Regions from separate parts of the Anas platyrhynchos genome. Here region 2 is linked to region 1. The links are chromatin contacts, called in public Hi-C maps. All regions are on one chromosome and are shown on one strand. The core of a region is the stretch at or near the end of the contact, and the rest is flanking DNA. Distances in the headings are between cores, read along the strand shown.

Evidence for each region. Hi-C and Micro-C count contacts between places; a contact is called where the count stands out from the background.
Region 2: a Hi-C map of liver shows a contact between it and region 1, with 2.7 times the contacts expected there. The contact joins the promoter of LOC119713151 here to the enhancer-like site in region 1. A contact is called at or near these places in 2 of 8 Hi-C or Micro-C datasets (liver and subcutaneous adipose tissue).

What each region holds. Positions count from the first base shown.
Region 1 is chr19:7,488,870-7,495,124 of IASCAAS_PekinDuck_T2T, reverse strand. No RefSeq gene overlaps it. Among named protein-coding and RNA genes, the nearest start is that of OGFOD3, 100 kb to the right of the region's middle. Within about 2 kb of position 3,629, at least 1 of the 8 cell types and tissues checked has an H3K27ac peak or open chromatin away from gene starts, as enhancers often do.
Region 2 is chr19:7,634,975-7,641,081 of IASCAAS_PekinDuck_T2T, reverse strand. It overlaps LOC119713151, which reads right to left and starts at 2,099. Exons shown (of 7, transcript XM_072025654.1): 1 at 1,605-2,099. It overlaps LOC106016586, which reads right to left. Exons shown (of 10, transcript XM_072025656.1): 8 at 5,965-5,997; 9 at 5,388-5,417; 10 at 3,408-4,815. The coding sequence ends at 4,700.

The DNA.
Region 1 (6,255 bases), core at 2,380-4,879:
GGATGGAGAGCTCTGCAGCATGCAAATGTAGATGGGAACGGGGGCGAAGAACTCCTCTCCCCGGGAATGAGAGAAGGAGGCTGCAGCTCCTCTGCCAGGCTGGGGCAGGGGCCAGGAGCAGGGTGACCATCCCTGGCATGCTGGGGGAAGCTGCTGGCGGCCCCAGCCCACGTCATTCCAACAACTGCCTGGGAGCATGGCGCAGAAACGAAGTTTTACCAACAATAGAGGATCTTGCTGAGTCAAAATAAAAAGTACTTAAGCACTACGTTAGAATTAAAATTGCTTTTATCTTGCAAAATGTAAACCCTTTGGCATGCAGACAGAATATAAACACATGGGGAGATGCTGGGGGCGGGAAGTGCTAGCAAGCAGAATTATTTATATTAAGTTTTTGCTATGAAAACCCCAGACGTTTAATTTTCCTCACTGCTTCACCTGTTTTCAAAATGAGACAGGAAAGCAGCCGACAGACCTGACATGCCTGTGCCTTTCATGGCAGGCAGCCATCCCCACACGAACTACCATTCACTTGCATCATGTATTTATTTTGGGTGCATCGCAGCCCCCATCCAGGGCTTAGGGCATTGGTATGAGGCTGATGGACAACATCACAAAGGCTCCAGCAGGTTAAAAATCTTCAGACCAGCACTGCTAAACACAAGAGGATGAGGGCCCAATCCCTGACTCCAAATTAGCACTGCTGCTGCAGCCCCTGCTGCCTGGGGCTGTCCCCAAGACTTGTTGAGAACCCCAAACAGCACCAGGCTGTGAAATAACAACACAGCCACGGCCAGATGTGTGTACACAAATAAACACATGAAGAGAGTGTGAGCACACGTGGCCACTGCAGATGTCAGGTGCTGTGAGGGGACGGGTGCACCCAGGGATGCAAATATGGTTTTGGCACCTGCAGCAGTGACTTCAGTTTGGGCTGTGGCTAAAGCACTTCACCACTTCGCACCCCAAATATAAAAAAAAAAAAAAAAAAAAAAAAAAAGCCACTGCTTTCTCAAATAGGGAAACTGTTGGAAAAAAAAATACTGCTTTTGATGCTGAATATTACAGAGTTGTGAAACATATAATTACTTTTAAAGGTGTATTTTTTGAGACTGAAATGTGTTTTCAGAAATATTGGTGTGGAAAAGAAAAATAAGTGGCTGTATGCCACTACCCTTGTCTGCTTCCCAGCAAGGGGCAATGCCAACAAACCTCCCAAAAGCATCACCCAGAGCACAGCCTGCACCACAACATGCTCTGCAAACATTCCCTTTAGTTGCACAGCATCCTGTAGCCTTTGTAGCCGTGCATACAAGTTGTATTTTTGATCAGAAAAAGCCTAGCAAATGATGAAAATGCATGCAAATATAACCCACCGCCACGTAAACCTTCATTGCTGGAAGAGTTAACCCCGAGACTTTCAGAAACAAGCAGAGGAAAATCAGGAGTTTCAGTCCAAAGGAACGCCCCGTGGCTCAGGTGGTCACTTGCAGACCACAAATAACCCTCAGCACCATCCAAAGGGAGCAGTCTGCAAAAAGCAGCTTCTCCTCAGGTCTCTGGCAGCAGTGCTGTGGAAAAAGCTGGCAGAGCAGATCCTCGCCTTGCCAGGTCTTAGTCACTGCCCCCTTCAGCCTCATGAACACAAAGGTCACCCAAACACTATTTCATAAAGAAGGAGCAAGGCGCCAAGCCCAAAGCCATGTCATATTTCATTGCATTAGGGGGAATGTATTTACCTTCTTGGTTTGTTTGGGGTTTTATTTGGTTGGTTGGTTTTAGAGAGTTTTTTGTTTGGATTTGTTTTTTTGTTCTTATAATCGGGATAAAATTGAGTCCAAATAGAAAAGACAAGATGCATCCAGCCCTGCCTTGAAGTTAGTTGACTAATGCAATCACCTCAAAGTATTATACACCAGCCTAACGTGGGGGCCGCTATAGAATGACTCATTTAAGTTAAATACAGCAACTTTAATATTTTTAATGCCCTTTTATTTTAATTTTTTAAACCCCCAACAAATTCTCCAAGATGTCAACAGCTGAGGCACTTTGATTTAGGAGAAGCAGCAGCTGAGCAGCAGCTTTTGTCTAACCTTTACAATCCTGTCCGCCTGTGACAATGCGTTGAGCTGGCCTTACAAACTGCCACAGCTCTGGGAGGCACAGGGAGATGACAATTAGTCACCTTTTACACCGGGTCAGCAGACACCTTTCCTCAACCCAAGCATGGCTGATTTCAGCGGCTGCAAAAACAATCCCTGCTGCTTGCTATCTCGGCTCTGAGGCTGATCCTGCCCATGGTCACATCTGGTGAAGGATGGCAGGTCCCATGGAAGCCTTCCCTGATCCCTCCTGGAGCACTGAGTAACGGAGCAGAGCACGTGTTGTCCCCAGGAGAAGGCATGATAATACTGGAACAGTTGGGAAGAGAATGAGAAAAGCTGAAGATTAATGACAGAAAGCAGCAGATAAGGTCTCCTCGCCCTAATGCACGTTATGCTGCCTTCTTTCCAAGTCTCTCTCATTCAAGAAGAATTTCACTAAGGAACCAGCAATCCATTCCAAAGTCATGAACTGGCACAAGTGCCGCACATCAGGTGAACATTTTGCAACTTTGCATATTGAAACAGCCTATTTAAAAAGCTCTGTGCTAACCATCAATCAGGAAACAAATTGAATGAGAAGCAAAGCAGCATGCAGGAACTGGGGGGGATGCTGAAGCCGTTGCAAAAATTAAAAGCAGGAGAGCTCCTGCTGCGGCCGGTCAGCCAGAAACACCCGCATTATATCACTGTGGTTTGGGAGCCGACAGCCTGAGGAAGGGTTCAATCACGCATCACCTAGCTGAGGTCTGTGAGCGTGAAATCACTCCCCTGCTCATGTCCTTCTTAATAAAGCGCCTGTCCAAAGGCAAAATTTCACAGAGAGGATCGTTCTTATTAAAGAGCCATCACTGCATCTGGCAGATGTGTTAGACCAAAGCAACAGGGAAGACTTTTAAAAGTAAATCCCTCACAAAACACCATCCTCCATCACCACCCCCAAGAATAAGGGCAAACACCAAGCACCAAAGGACACCATTCCTTGAAAGCCCAGCACCATGCAGCTGCTGCAGGGTAAGTGGCTTTTGTTGTAGAACAGAAGTTTCTAGGGAAGATTGACATTGAAACACATTTTAGAAATATTCTCATAGGAAACAAGACATCTATATGTGGAAGTGATGCTGATTTGGGTTCAGATGTTGTAATTTTATGTCATTTACATTTACTCTTTCCAAACAGCTCTATTTGATTTTTTTTCCCTGAGTGCAAGCGGTCAGCTCACAGGGCAGCAGACACGAGCAGCATGGTGCCAATTGCTAGAGTCAATAGAGACAGGGTGGCAATTAAGGACTTTAATTGGCTAAACAGGAAAGAATTTAAAAAAAAAAAAAAAAAAAAAAAGTATTGCCAGAAGAGAGGAAACACAGTGCTTCTATATTTTTTCAACATTATCTTTCTTTCCTGTTCTAATGCCCATTCTACTTTGTCTCCGCTCAGTGCTTCCCCCAGTTGCTGCAGGGACATGCTGGTGTAAGGCTAGGCTTGTGCTACCTCTTGCCCAGAATAGATAAGGTCTCTCTGCAGCCTGCGTTGAATAAAGCTGTGCAAGAAACCTTTGAGATAAGTGGTTGTGAATCAAGTGGGCAGGGAACATTGAGAGAGGAGCAAAAATATGCCGGTATTCCCAGAGGGCTCTGAGCTGGTCACAGATTAAAGCAGAGTTGAACTACGTCTTCATCCACTAAGGAAAAGTGACTTCGAGGGGAGAAGAAAAAAAAAAAGAGAGAGAGAGAGAGAGAAGAAAAAGTAGTCAAGAATGTAGAGATTGGTTCAAATACTTTTTTTTTTTTTACTCATAATTTACAGCAAATCAATTTGGGCAGAACAGCTTCTCGGCTGCTCCTCCAGCACTTGAGGGCACTTAGGACTCTGCACAAAGAGGCACCCAGAAATCACAGAAACCCCACAGCAAGTGAGTGAAACTGATGGCCTTAAATGCCATGCAGAATGCTCTTCCACTGTCTGACCCAATCCCTGCCAGAAGAAAAGTGATTTAGCACGACTGTGTGAGAACCACCTCAACTTTGGGATTGTGAGGAGCTAAACCACAGCTATGGGGCTACGGCAGGGGAAGGAGGTGGTTTCTGGCACAGCACCATCGTCTCCCTCCACCCCACTCCTCTCCACCCTCACCGAGCCGGCTAGACATGGGCAGACTGTGGAATTTCTCCTGACTGTCCTGCTCCAGCCACACCACCCAGATGGGTTGTGCAAAGCCCTTTCCTGGTTTAAGGAGGTTTTGAGGCCAGAAAGGTGGTGTTTTTGTGGCAACATAACTACTAGGCAATAGCAATGTTGCTGTTAACCCTACAGAAGTTAATGCAGCTGAAGAGGGCTTCCTCTCCTGCTCAGTCAGTAAAACACCAGTATCTTATTTCCAATAATATAGGAGTTTTAAAATAGATTTGCCATCCTGCAGAGAAAGGACCCTTCTTTTCCCAGTTGAAGAGAAACTTGCAGAGAACTGCTCAATGAGAGGCAGCACACAGAGGTAAGAGTGAGATGGTTTTCAGAAGAGGCATTAAAGTGCACTAGCTTGGCAACCCCAGCCATCACATTCCTTCCTACCTGCGATAGTTTCCTTCTCTGAACACCAGGCTGATGCCTTCCAGCCATGTCCTTTCCTCTTGCCATCACTGAAGTCAGTGTTATTAACACGAATGCAGGGCACATTTCAAGCCCAGAGTCCAAAAGAGAGTCCTTATCTTAGTCCCAGTGTTGATGCTGTTGCTGATGAAGATCAGCTTACCTTGCACAGCAAATAGTCCATAGTAAGGCGAGGGAATTTCAAGGCTCCCAACCAACCCTATGAATAATACATTCAGTAAAAGCATTAATTCACAAGTTTAGATATCAGGAAATTGCACTCTGCTCACATAACACGTGGCCATAAAGAGAAGTAGCAATACTCAGGTAATAAAACTCACTGGCTATTTGAAAACAGCTGCACAAACCACTGTTTGAACTACTTTTCTTCAAGTATTTTTCCTTCTATGGAAATAATTTTGCTTCTGGTGGTGATGGCTCTCTTCTAGACTATTGCATTTCAAGGCTTTGCAAGCTGGAAGAAGATCCTGTGCTTGCACAAGAGCACCAGCCCCACACCCTCACTGCTGCACAGTACTGGGCATTGCACTAGGGCACTACACGGGCACATAACAGCACAGGGCAGAAAAGCATCATCATCTCATCCTGCATGACAGAGCTGACTTCAGTAGGCACAAGCCCCAAGGAAGAGGGCCCAGGGAGTCTGGGAGGGGAACTCAATATGGGACCTCAGTTGAGTAGGAGAGAACCAAAAGCAACAGGGAGCAGCCTTAGGTGCCCAAACATGGGAATCCCCAAAATTCAGAGCATTAAGCTCATCTCAGCCAAGGATCCTGCTCCGTGACAGGACCACGGTAATGCATTTTGTGAATTTTTATGAATCTAGCTCCCAGAGTGCTTGGGAACATGCAGCAGTTTTTCTTTAAAGACCGACCTTGCCATTCAGCAAACCATTTCAGCACACTCAATGCTTTCCCAAGCTGCCCACACAGATTCATCTCCCCAGTGAGAGAGTTTTTTCTCAACACCCCACTTCTCCTGAGTTAACAATGACACTCAGTGGCCAGGAGGATTCCCTGCAGTCTATACTCATGGTACAGCATCCAACGGTTAATAAATACCCTTTATATATATACAAAGCAAATGTCTTCCATGAGTTTCGGGATTCTAAGACAGGGCTCAAATTATAAAGAAAGACCACAGAAGGCCAGGCTTAAGAGAAAGGTGAAAGAAAACCACAATCTTTTTTTCCAATTTGTGCAGCGACCTGGGAAATATTTTCCATCAATCCACATCCAGGCTATAAAAAAAAAAAAAAAAAGCCAACCCAAGGAGGCAAAGGCAGCTCTAGACCAAATTATTAAACAGGCATTCAGACACTTGTAGTCAAAGCAAATCACACTGCTACCATACAAATCCTAAAATCCTAACCACGAGCTGTACAGTTGCATATTTACAACATAAGACTTCTGTTTCATTATCCTCCCCCACTGCCAAGGATGGATGCAGAACAACTGCATGCAATACAGCCTGCAAGTCTGCCTCGAGAGCTTTGTCCTCCTCTTTCCTTGGCACAACAGAATTTTTATCTCCACTTCAGTTCTGG
Region 2 (6,107 bases), core at 850-3,349, 150 kb before region 1:
CTAGGTGCAGGACCCTGCACTTGCCCTTGTTGAACCTCATGAGGTTCCTCTCTGCCCAACTCTCCAGCCTGTTATCCTGATATTCATCCTGAACCTCCCATCGCAGCTTGACACCGTTCCGTGGGTCCTATCATTTGCCACTAAGGAGAACAGATCGGCGCCTTCCCCTCCACTCCCCCTCGTGAGGAAGCTGTAAGCCATGATGAGCTCTCCCCTCAGCCCCCTCTTTTCCAGGCTGGACGGGCCAAGTGACCTCAACCGCTCCTCATACGTCTTCCCCTCTAGGTCCTTCACTATTTTCATAGCCCTTCTCCGGACACTCTCCAACAGTTTAATGTCCTTCTTGTACTGTAGTGCCCAGAACTGCACACAATACTTGAGGTGAGGCTGCACCGGCGCAGAGTAGAGCGGGACAATCACTTCCCTTGACCAACTAGCAATGTCAATCCCAATGCAACCCAGGATATGGTTGGCCTTCCTGGCTGCCAGGGCACACCGCTGGCTCATATTCAACTTGCTGTCAACCACAACCCCCAGATCCCTCTCTGCAGGGCTGCTCTCCAGCATCTCATTGCCCAGTCTGTACGTAAAGCCAGGGTTGTCCCATCCCACGTGCAGGACCTGGCACTTGCTCTTATTGAACTTCATGTGGTTGGTGATTGCCCAGCTCTCCAGTCTGTCCAGATCTCTCTGCAAGGCCTTTCCACCCTCAACAGAGTCAACAACTCCTCCAAGTTTAGTGTCATCAGCAAATTTGATCAAAACACCTTCTAGTCCTATATCCAAATCATTTATAAAAACATTGAAGAGAACTGGCCCAAAAATGGAGCCTTGGGGAACCCCTCTAGTGACAGTCTGCAGTACCACAACCCTTTGAGCCCTGCCTGTCAGCCAATTGCTCACCCATCATATGCTCACCCATCTTTAGCTGTATGCTGGACATTTTGTCCAGTAGGATCCTACGGGAAACTGTCAAAATCTTTACTGAAATCCAAAAAGATCATATCAGCTGGTTTCCCTTGATCGACTAGATAGGTGATCTTATCATAAAAGGAAATCAAGTTAGTTAAACAGGACCCACCCTTTGTGAACCCATGTTGGCTGGGCCCGATGACTGCATTGTCCCCCAGGTGCGCTTCAAGGAAGATAATCAAGCAGTGGACCTACATTTTCTCTGGTCCTCCTATCTCTATTCACATCAGGCCATGGCTTTCTGCCAGGTGGATACCATGGTTGGTCTCTTCACAAGCAGGTTACAACCACCATTGGAAAAGAGCAGTGAGGGCGCCCTGCCCTCCCTTTGCTCACTGCTGTGCAAACTGCCACACCCCGCCCTGTTTGCCTGTCCTGGTCGCTCGTGCTCCCTAGGGGCTACATTTGTACGGCCAGGGAGGGGACGCTGCTGGCTCTACCCACTCCTGGTCAGCCTCCCTCGCAGGGCTGCTGAGCTCTGGCAGCTCCCTCAGCTGCCTCGAGTAGCCTCCATGCCAGAAAAAAAGCCCTGCCTACCTCGATTCCCGACTCTGCTGAAGAACAAGTCTGCCTTGGAGCTGATCGCGTTGGCAAGTACAAGAACATTTTCCTGATATCCAACCTGAACCTACCCTGTCACAGCTTGACTCCGTTCCCTCGGGTCCTCTCACTGGTCACCAGAGAGAAGAGATTGGCGCCTGCCCTTCCGTTCCCCCTCATGAAGAAGATGCAGACCATGATGAGGTCTCCTCCCAATCCCCACTTAATAGCCCAACTGATGAGCTGAAGAACTGAAGAAAGGATTGTGTGCCAAAACCTGGCTGTTATCTTCTAGCTATGTCAGCTGCTTTCTAACTGAAGTTCTCTCCCCCTCCCCAGCAACTTGCTTCTTCTGTCTTCACATCACAGACACTGTGACAGAGAGGGGAGCGAGAGATTTAGAGAGAGGTGTATTCTGTTGTTGACTTCACACTGGCAACGCCCACACTTTACTACCACAGAACAAGCCCCAGGTGTGGGGGCTGTTAGTGGAAACATCAGCACCAGCTGCAGTCGATACAGACTGTCAATGCCCCCAGGCTCAGCAGCCAGCCCTGCTGCAGGCTGCAATTGAAAGCGTTGGCTTTGTAAGGGGCAAGAGGGAGAAAGATACACCGCTACTTCAGCTAAACCTTAAATTAATATACAAAGCCTGCTCACAAACTTGCAGGCTTGACCTGTATTTTGCCAATGACGAGCCTGTGTTCTCCCAGCAATGGGATGGTGAGTGTTTTCAGAGCAGCAGTACAGTGTGTACCTCTCCCATGGCTTCACGCTTAGAGATGTTCTGTAGCTGCAAGCCACCAGCAAAAGGGAAGCTCAGTCATAGCTCACACCCTACTCTCTCCCTGATAAAACAAACAGCTTTTCTTGAAGGAATGATTGCCTGACAGCTGATAAGGGTCATCAATCCTTGTAAAGAAAACCGAGTTCAGGTGGGTTGTGAAATGGGCTTTCAATTAGCCCTATGAAGACTCACTGCTAGATACAAAAGCAGATGGCAGGAGGGATTTCCTGCTCCTGGGCTTTGATTTTGCAATACTCAAGAAGTGGATCATCCCAATAATGCTGGGTAATGAGTGTGGGGCTCACATGATGGTGATGTTTTGTAAAGGACATGAAGAAGCCAAAGAACAAAATGATCGATGCAGAGTTACCAGTGAATAGCCAGTTTTCAAGTTGGCATGGCATTGTGGTGACTACAAGAACACAAAACAAAGCACATCAAAATAAAACTGCAACTATCAAATTATGCCATCTGTCGAGTCAGGCTACCTGATATTTTCAGTTGATTTTTATTTCAGAACTATTTGTGTGGATATATGTATTTGTAAAAAGACACATAAAGTAACATCAGGCACATAAAGCAACATCAGGCACTTGCTGAGAGCCAAGAGGATCATTAAAGCCCTTTTCCCAAGACATCGGATGATTGGCATTACAGGCAAAATGCAGCTCAGGAGGCACAAATCAGAGCAGCTGGGACTGACACCTCTGAATATCACTGTCTGCAAAATCAGCAGTACGAAGGCAGAAAAGATGGGAAGGAAAGTGTGTGCACCCCAAAGTCAGTTTGTGAATTACATCTTGTGACAGATTTAGCTGAGCAACTGTCACTGGGCAGAACTGGGCAGGTAACTTCTATTCCCAAGGCTTGACTAGCTCTCTGGCCCCAACTAGTGTTAAAGATTAGAAATTAAATTTGCACACTCTTAAATTTGAATCTCTTGAATTACTACAACATAAGTTGTCAAATAGCATGTTATCTCTGTTTCAAAAAACTCAAAATCTGAGGGTACACAAAAAAAGAGCAGTGTCAGTCATCAGTTTGACTGCCCTAACATGCACACACAAATATGTATACACACATTTGTTTTTCCCCATTACGAGACCACTTCAGAGAACTGCAACAGCCTTTAATTTTAAGACAGTCTTTTTCTAGGTCCAGGAAAATCAGATATGCATCACTGGAATCTCCTGAAGCCCAGCACGCAGCTCCATGCATCAATGGGAATGCTCGGCACTTCCTGAGAGGCTCTCGCAGAAATGACTTACAGCAGAAAAACAAAACCAAAAGCAACACCCATGAGAGCTGCCTTGGTAAAACAAACATTGAACTCATCATACTGTTGCACAACACCACAGAAATTTCCTACTTGCATTTGAAGGACCTTCCAAAGTTTTGAGGTCAAAGGAAAAAGAAAATGTCCATAACTTTTTAATATACCTTTTTGTATTTTTTTTTTTGCTATTTTTTTTTTTATCTGTTTAGAGTCATGTTACATCCTACATCCTTTGAGATTTCCTGATGAAACTACCAATTTATAGATTTATGATTGGTTAAACTATGCAAAAAAATAATTCAACAAGCATCCATTCCACTTCAGGGATGTGCTTTTGCAATTTGGATGCTGGTGTTCTTTGCTCAAAAGCCTGATATTTGTTTGGGTATAACGCAAATGTTGAAGATTTACTCAAATCAAGCATGAGCAGTAAATCACTTGAAGATGACATGCTACCTGTGAACTACCGTTTGTGCACCCCTGAAGTGCACGCCTTTCTGTCTCGGCTGCACAGGACAGAGCCTGCAGAGTAGCCTTCAACCTGCAGGTGGCTGCAAAACCAGACTTTTGGCTCAGAAGGCTAAACCACTCTAAAAACAAACCAGTCACCTGTACGGGCTGGATGAGGCTCTGGACAGCCTGAGCTAGTGGGTGGTCTTTAAGGTCCCTTCCTACACATGGCTCTACAAAACTCCTTCTCAGGGAAACCTAGAACTAGCCTGGGACTTAACAGATGAAAAACTATGGCCACGCTACTGTGTTATGACATGGAAGATATGCAGAAAACATCTCCATTAAGGTTCAACACGGCCTGCCTGAGCAAAGATGCAATTCTCCAAAGAATTTTAGGAGAACCGATAGTTTCAACCATAAAAAAAAAAGGGAGGATTCAGTTGGTATAAGTCTGTGCTGCCAAACAAGCCATTCATCTTGTGATGCTGGGGCTTCTCAGACAAGTACCGGGAGAGGACAAGAGCCCCTGGAAGCTTTTCTTATTGCTTGCAAAAGTCTGGAGTTGGATAACTAGGGCAATTGCAGTCCTCAGTGAATGCATGGGAATTGTGAAAGTACGTTTGTGAGAACTATTGTGAGGTATAAAATAAACGTGTTTCTTCAGGTGATGGCTAGACTTTGTTTGAGGATGCTGCTGGCATAAGGGCCTGGTTTGTCTCATTTGTAGATGATGCTTCAAATGGCTGTGACCTTCCACTTTCACAAGCCTGATTGGGTTTTATAGCACCTGCAGAATTGAAGGAAAAACATCTGTGAGGCAAAGGCACAGATCGATCTCATTGTGAAATAAAATCAGATTGCCTGATAGGTTTGGAGATGTGAAGTCCTCAGAGAAGCTGCCCTGCCCCATCTGCTTCCGGACTGCCTGTTGCTCTGAAAGGGGAAAGTTTGCAGCTTCTTCACCCAGCGAGTTCACAGCCTCTCCGCTTAAACCATGCCCTGGTTGCTGCAGCCATCAGCCTGTGCCTCAGGGGGGTCTGGGACAGCTCTGAAACATCACCGAGTGTTACACCACAGGGCAGGACGTCAGGAGAGCCACCAGCAGAATGTTTTTTGCCTATCACACCACCATAGCGGTTAGCATAACCACCGTGACACTACCATCACGTTGTCTTTAGTGAGTTGTACAAGCGCTTGCATAGCTCTTGTTTATCCCAGGTAGCCTTGTGCTTTATCTAACTGTAGATGTTCAACAGTCTCTGCTTGGTACCATTGGCTTCCTTTATAGTTAACAGAGAGCAACAGGCATCTTCACAGTCATGTCACATCTTAAAACTCATTTTAAGTGGGATGAATCACCTTCTGAAGACAGCTGTCTCTCTCCATTCACTAGAAAGGGAGTAAAAGAAAAGAAGCTTAGGCTGTAACTAACTTCTAAGCAAGTTAACCTTAAACAAATTGATCTGGAAATGTAATTCCTAGACTCTTAGAAGGAAACAACCAACTACCAGGGAAAAGCCAACAGGAGCATTTGGTTCTGAAGAAGGATGAGGTAGTTCAGTAGCTGAGAGGAGACATCTCAGCTTCTGGCAATACAGCTTCAGGTCCCATAAACCTTGGAGCCAGGGATGTAGGGGAGGCAGCTGCAGGCTGAAAGTATGGGATTAAAATCTATGGGATTAAAAATCCCATAAATCTATAAAATCTATAAAATCTATATGGGATATAAATCTACAGACCTAAATCTATAAAATCTATATGGGATTAAAATCTATTAACACAGCCTTGATGCAGTAAGGAAACTTGCATCCACTGGGCTTAGTCCTGGTAAACACACCTAGCCTTTTGCTGAACAACCTCCTGCCCTCATAACTAAATGATATTACCATTTATCATAATTAACCCACCCCCAAAAAAAATAAAAGTCATTGCTTACCTTTAAAAATCTGATAGAGCACTACGACACGTCCTAGGAAAACAAGAGCAAGAAAGTACCAGCATTAGCAAAGATTTACTTAGAAGGTTTAAAACTAATAGACCTGCAGTTGTTTTTCCCTACTTACCCAGAATGTCTGAGCA